Linked DNA regions of Mus musculus: region 1 is linked to region 2. The links are chromatin contacts, called in public HiChIP or PLAC-seq maps. All regions are on one chromosome and are shown on one strand. Each heading gives the region's core, a stretch centred on a gene start, on an enhancer-like site or on the middle of the called end of the contact. The rest is flanking DNA. Distances are from core to core; before and after follow the strand shown. Region 1 overlaps Stim1 (stromal interaction molecule 1). Region 2 holds the start of Pgap2 (post-GPI attachment to proteins 2).

What was found. HiChIP or PLAC-seq counts read pairs in DNA pulled down with a chosen protein or histone mark.
Region 1: a contact with region 2 is called in an H3K4me3 HiChIP or PLAC-seq map of bone marrow-derived macrophages, with 5 times the contacts expected there. The contact joins the enhancer-like site here to the promoter of Pgap2 in region 2. A contact is called at or near these places in 4 of 39 promoter capture datasets (the C10 cell line, epiblast stem cells, hippocampal neurons and 1 more), 2 of 15 datasets of contacts at CTCF or cohesin (the NIH/3T3 cell line and large pre-B cells), 8 of 484 Hi-C or Micro-C datasets (the 3T3-L1 cell line, 3T3-L1-derived adipocytes, B cells and 5 more), 19 of 115 datasets of contacts at active chromatin or transcription factors (the HPC-7 cell line, the SCID.adh cell line, T-cell acute lymphoblastic leukemia and 12 more) and 4 of 9 other capture datasets (adipose tissue, embryonic stem cells, liver and 1 more).

What each region holds. Positions count from the first base shown.
Region 1 is chr7:102,424,392-102,427,158 of GRCm38.p6, reverse strand. It overlaps Stim1 (stromal interaction molecule 1), which reads right to left. Exons shown (of 12, transcript NM_009287.5): 8 at 1,019-1,186; 9 at 359-459; 10 at 1-77. Among named protein-coding and RNA genes, the nearest start is that of Rrm1, 16 kb to the left of the region's middle. Within about 2 kb of position 1,323, at least 95 of the 459 cell types and tissues checked have an H3K27ac peak or open chromatin away from gene starts, as enhancers often do. A contact at or near this core is called in the HPC-7 cell line, adipose tissue, bone marrow-derived macrophages and 5 more, where this site is marked.
Region 2 is chr7:102,221,804-102,224,503 of GRCm38.p6, reverse strand. Pgap2 (post-GPI attachment to proteins 2) reads right to left here and starts at 1,433. Exons shown (of 7, transcript NM_001382592.1): 1 at 1,354-1,433; 2 at 1,014-1,125.

The DNA.
Region 1 (2,767 bases), core at 74-2,573, 200 kb before region 2:
AACCGCAGAGGATCTCGATCTGCTGCCACCGGTGCAGGCGCTCCCTCAGTGCCGCTGTCACCTCACTCAGAGCTTGCCTAAAGTCAGAAGAAAGAACTGCAGGTGTGGACCGTGTGGAAACCCCAATAAGAACAAGATCTCTTTTGAGAGGAACAAACTGGGGTAGGTGCATGTATGAATAAAAACCACAATAAATCATAAACTTAAGAGCAAAGTGGAAGCTGGATCAGAGCTTGTGTAGGAGACCAGAGCTGTCATGCTATTGTGAGGAGATGGGACTGGGGTTAGAGGCCTCACGTAACCTCAGTCTCTAAGGATGGCATTAGCATTGCTGGAGCTGGTAACTGGTGCTACTTACTTAGCAGTTAGGATTTTATGATCCACATCATCCAGGGAAGAGCTGTGGGCCACATGGAAGGTACCAAAAAGCGTGTTTCTCTTCTTTTTTATTTTCTCAGCCTGCCAAGAGGAAGCCCCCAATATAAAGAGAGTATGGGTTCATGGTTGGAAGAAATGAGGCCTTCCCATGGCTGGGTCCTCCTCATAAGTTGTGTTAACTTAAGCTTCACAGGAGAAGGAAGAGAAAGAGGAAAGGAGCAGAGTGAGAAGTAAAGCAAGGGAGGAAGTGGGCGGACCTCAGGAACCTGCTGAGATGCACAAGTAAAAGGTTCCAGCCTTAGTCACGCCCCAGAAGGACCTCTGTTCCCTTGGCAGCCTTTTCCGGAAGGGAAGCTGAAATGGCTTTCCGTCTACCCCTCCTCCTTGCTTTATTATCCCCAGAAGACAGGGCAGAGTACCCCTATACCCTCAGGTTCTCCTCCAAAAACTTCAGTACATTACTAAGCAGTGTACATTAGAAAAAGAAACAGAATCCACGGCCCATTCATCTCTTCACTCAAAGGGAGGGACAGGGTAAAGCAGAGACAGAGTGGGGGGGGGGGAGGGGCAGGGGCATAGAAAGAAGAGGGCAGGGAGGAGAGAAGAGGGCAAAGGAAGCCCTCAGGAGAGCAGGCCTCACCCCCTCCTTGGCCACCAGCAGCTGCCTCTCTGCATTTTGCTTCTTGATGTTGTAGTACTGCACCTCCACCTCATGGGTCAGCTGCAGCCACTTCTGCAGGGCCTCAGGAGCATACCATGAGCTGTGTGATTCCAGCTCCTTCTCTGCTTTCCTCAAGGCCTCCCGAACCTATGAGGGCATGAGAATGTGAGTCTGTTTGTTAGCATTAACATCCTCCCTAACACCTCTGTGCAATGCCTTACAACTCTGAGTCCATACCTGCTTTACAATTCTTGCACTAGGAAGAAATGACAAAGCCTCTTCTCTGAATTTCACATACAGGGAAGTAAGCACAGAGAAGAACAGCAGCCTACTTAAGAGCACACTGTGGATAGTGCCAAGCAGAATGCAGTCTCCAGAACCCTGCTATCACATTAGCTTATTCTCCTGGTCAAACAGCCAGTCTCAGACAGCTTTCCTGGTCTCTTCAGAAATATATGTGCTACTGAATAGCCTTATTGTAAATGGGCCTCAAGACATCACAGTGTGGGCTAGAGGATGCTCAGTTCAGAGCACGGGCTGCTCTTCCAGAGAACCTAGCTCAGTGCCCAGCACCCACACGGCAGCTCACAACCATCTCTAACAACAACTCCAGGGACTCTAACACCTTCTTCTAATCTCCTTGAGCACCAGGCACACATGGGGTATACAGGCAGAGATCAAGCCAAATACCCATATCTATTTAAAAAAAAACATACTAAATTAAAAAAAAATCACAATATGGTAGCCACAGCACATGGTTGAAAACATAATTCTGGAGGATGCATAGGTGATCAGCAGCTAAGAGTGAATAGTGCTCTTGCAGAAGACCCAGGTTCAATTCCTAGCACCATACGAGGTAGCTCAGAACTGCCTGTAACTCCACATCCAAAGAAAGCCAATGCCTCCGGCCTCTGTTGGCACCTGCACACAGATGCACATGCCTCAGTTATGAAGCAGTTCACACCTTCTATAACTCTAGCTCCAAAGGGAGCAAATGCTTCCGGCCTCTGTAGGCACCTGCGCACACTTTCACACATCCCAGACCTCTGGGAGAGGAACCAGCGCTCTTAACTACTAACCCACCTCTATAATCCTAGCTTTAGGTTTTTTTAAGGAAAGGTTCCATGCAGCTCAGGGTGGCCTTGAATCTACTAAGTAGAAGTAGGTGGTCTTGAACTTCTGATCCTCCTGCCTCTACCTTCTCTGAGTTCTTAGATGTCAGGCATTAGCCCCTATGTCTGCCATTAATTGACTTTTTACCCTCTTTCTTTTACAACAGACTGAATATAAACACTAATAATGGAATGTAGGATGGCTGTGGTGGTACCCGATGATAATCCCAATCTTCAGGAGACAGAGGCAATAAGAGCTCACCAGTTCAAGGCCAGCCTAATCTATAAAGAAAGCTTGTAGCTGGGCAGTGGTGGCGCACACCTTTGATCCCAGCACTTGGGAGGCAGAGGCAGGCGAATTTCTGAGTTCCAGGCTAGCCTGGTCTACATCATGAGTTCCAGGACATCCAGGGCTATACAGAGAAACCCTGTCTCGAAAAACCAAAAGAAAAAAAAAAGAAAGAAAGAACGAAAAAAAAGAAAGAAAGCTTGTATTAGAAACAACAAAAAGAATAGAATGAGTTCCAGGACAGCAGGGCTACACAGAGAAATCCTGTCTTGGGAAAAAAAAACAAAAAAGAAAAATATTGGTTTTAGTTTAAAAATTTAGTTATTT
Region 2 (2,700 bases), core at 184-2,683:
CCTCTGCCTTTCCACCTACCTCTCTGCCAAGTAGCCCGACCCAAGTTCTCAAGTTCTTCCTCCCCTTTGGGGCAATAAATATTTGGTCAAGCATCTCCCTGGGAAGTTGGAAGTGGCATTGATGACCCTCCCAGATCTCACCCATTCTCTAGATAGGGCCCTACACAAGAGCACTGTGGCCAGCCAGCCCACACCTAGACTCTCTGAAGTAGATTTAACCCAATCCTCCTCCTAATGGTCCTCCCCAAAGCCAGCTGCTCTGTATCCGTGAACCACTGGGATCCTCTAACTGAAGACCAGATCGTCAGCTTGAAAGAACCTTACCCTGGACCTTACCCCATGCAGGGTCAATGGGGGGCAGGGGGTGGCATTCAAGGACAGTGTCAGAAACAAACAGAAAAGATAGCTGCTTCTACTTCTTGGCAGTGTGCCTGGCCTCCCTTTTACATGTATGACCTTGGACAAGTCACCTAACCATCCTGGGCCTGTTTCAAATTGTAAAAGAGGAAATCACATGGTCTAGATTACTTGGAAGGCCTCTCCACCATGGCCACTGCTTGATAGCTCAGTTTGAGGAGCCCACTACCTTAAGTTCTGCTCCTAGGCAACCTAGGAGTTCTTCATTGGCACTACTTAGTTGATTTCATTTTATTTTAGTTTGTGTGTGCACGTGTTTATGTACACTCTTCCAGAGAAAAGATCTTACTGTGTAGTCCAGGCTTGCTGGAAACTCCCAATCCTTCTGTCCTTGCCTCCCTGTTACTAAGATTACAAGGCTCTGAAAACTGTTTTTGTAGAAGTACCACCACTTCATATCCAAAGTCCCTAAAGATCTCACTACCACACTCCTGTCAGAATCTACATTCTGAGCTCAGTACTTGATATACAATATCTCTTTTAGTTCTATTTATTTTAGGAGACGGTGTTGTCCTCCGGGTTCCCATTTCATAGAAAAAGAAAGTAAGTCCCAGGGTAGTTTAAAAAAAAAAAAAAAAAAAAAAAAAACCACTTACTCAAAGCCACAAGCTAGTAACTGGCAGAGCTGGGATTCAAAACTAGTCTGAGATTCCAGGGCTCCCCCACGCCTCCATCTGCAGTGCCTGGAGGAATCTCGAGCAAAAGGCCCTGCGGAATAAATGAGGCAGTCTTTAAACCCAGCACACCTAGCCCTGCCACCGAGTGGACAAAAGCAAGACAGTTCAGCACCTGGATGCCTGCAGTTCCCGGGGTTCTGAGTGTGGGCACAGGCAGGTAGGCGCCTAGACCGCAGGCCTGCGGAGGCCGGACCTCGTGGCGGGGCTCCCGAAGTGGCGTTACCCTGTGGTCCAAACTGGCCATTCCCTCCTTACTCACCCAAGTACTGGTGGATAGGGGGCCGTACCCCGTAGCCAGGGGCGCGGAACCGGGAGCCCCAGCCCGGCCCGGGGGCGAGTGGAAGGGGGCGGGTCGCAGCAGCAACGGCGTGAGGCGGGGCCAGCGCTCTGGGGTGGGTCTTAAAGAGGAAACTGGTCCCGTTTCAACACTTGCTCCTCCCCATTTTGGGGTCCGGGACTCCAGTCTTTCTTTATAATCTACTGTCTCCTCAAGCCAAGCTTCCCTAGTAGTTCGGCTCTGTCCCCATTATTTTTGAGTACGTGAGAGCAGTCAGAGGGCCCAGGACACATGGTTTTGAAATGTTGAATAAGTCACCTTGTCATCTTACCTGTGGCTGCATGCCATCACCTGTTGAAAGAATGTAAAATTAATTCAATGGGGCCCAAATTCTTTCATTACCTGACCCGATTCTCCAGTCCTCTACCCTCATTCTAATCGAATTATCCAGCTTTGCACTTCTGAAATATTAAGCCAAATTTGCCCCAGCCGTGGCTATTTTCCCTCAAACTTTATTCCCTATGACCGGCTACAGCATCCAACAAAAGGAGCTGAAAAATAAAATAAAATAAAAATAAACCAAAAGCCACATTGCAGATAGATCATCTACGCCCATCTCAGAAACTAAGGGCCAAAGCTGTTCTCACCTTTTATCAGAAGAGGGAGCCCTATGCTGTCCGACATCACTGGCGCACGCGAGGGAGGAGGAGGAAGGGGCGGGGGGAGGGGGGGACGGGACGTTCAGCCAGATCCAGCTTAAGGGTTCTTCACGGAAAAGGAGGAAGAAGAGAAGGAGGGGCAGGGAGAGGAGGGGGGGGAGGAGGAGGGGGAGAGGAGGAGGAGGAGGAGGGGGAGGAGGAGGAAGAGGAGGAGGAAGAGGAAGAGGAGAAGAAACCAGGTCCAGGTGTTCTTTTCCCACTTTGGCCTGGCCTAGACTGATAGTTTTTGAAAAAACTATCCTACCCAAAATAGGAAGGAGGGTGAGGGGATCAACAATTTCCTACAGACATCTTGAGGATTGTCAGGACCAACTGTAGCAGTAGTGGGACTTCTGAGTCAGACAGTTATCACCGTTTAAATCCTACTTAAAATCACATCCTAGGCACATTGCTACTTTGCATTTAACTCATTTAATCCTCATAAAAATAAAGTGGATCTTTTTTTTTTTTTTTTTAACTGAGTCCCCTATGGGTGAGGTGACTTGTTCAGTGAGACCTCTGGGTGGATGAGATAGCTCAGTGGCTAATGGTACTTGCTACCCAGGCCTATAACCGAGTTCAGTCCTTGGAAACAGCAGAATGGAAAGAGAGAACTACCTCCCACAAGTTG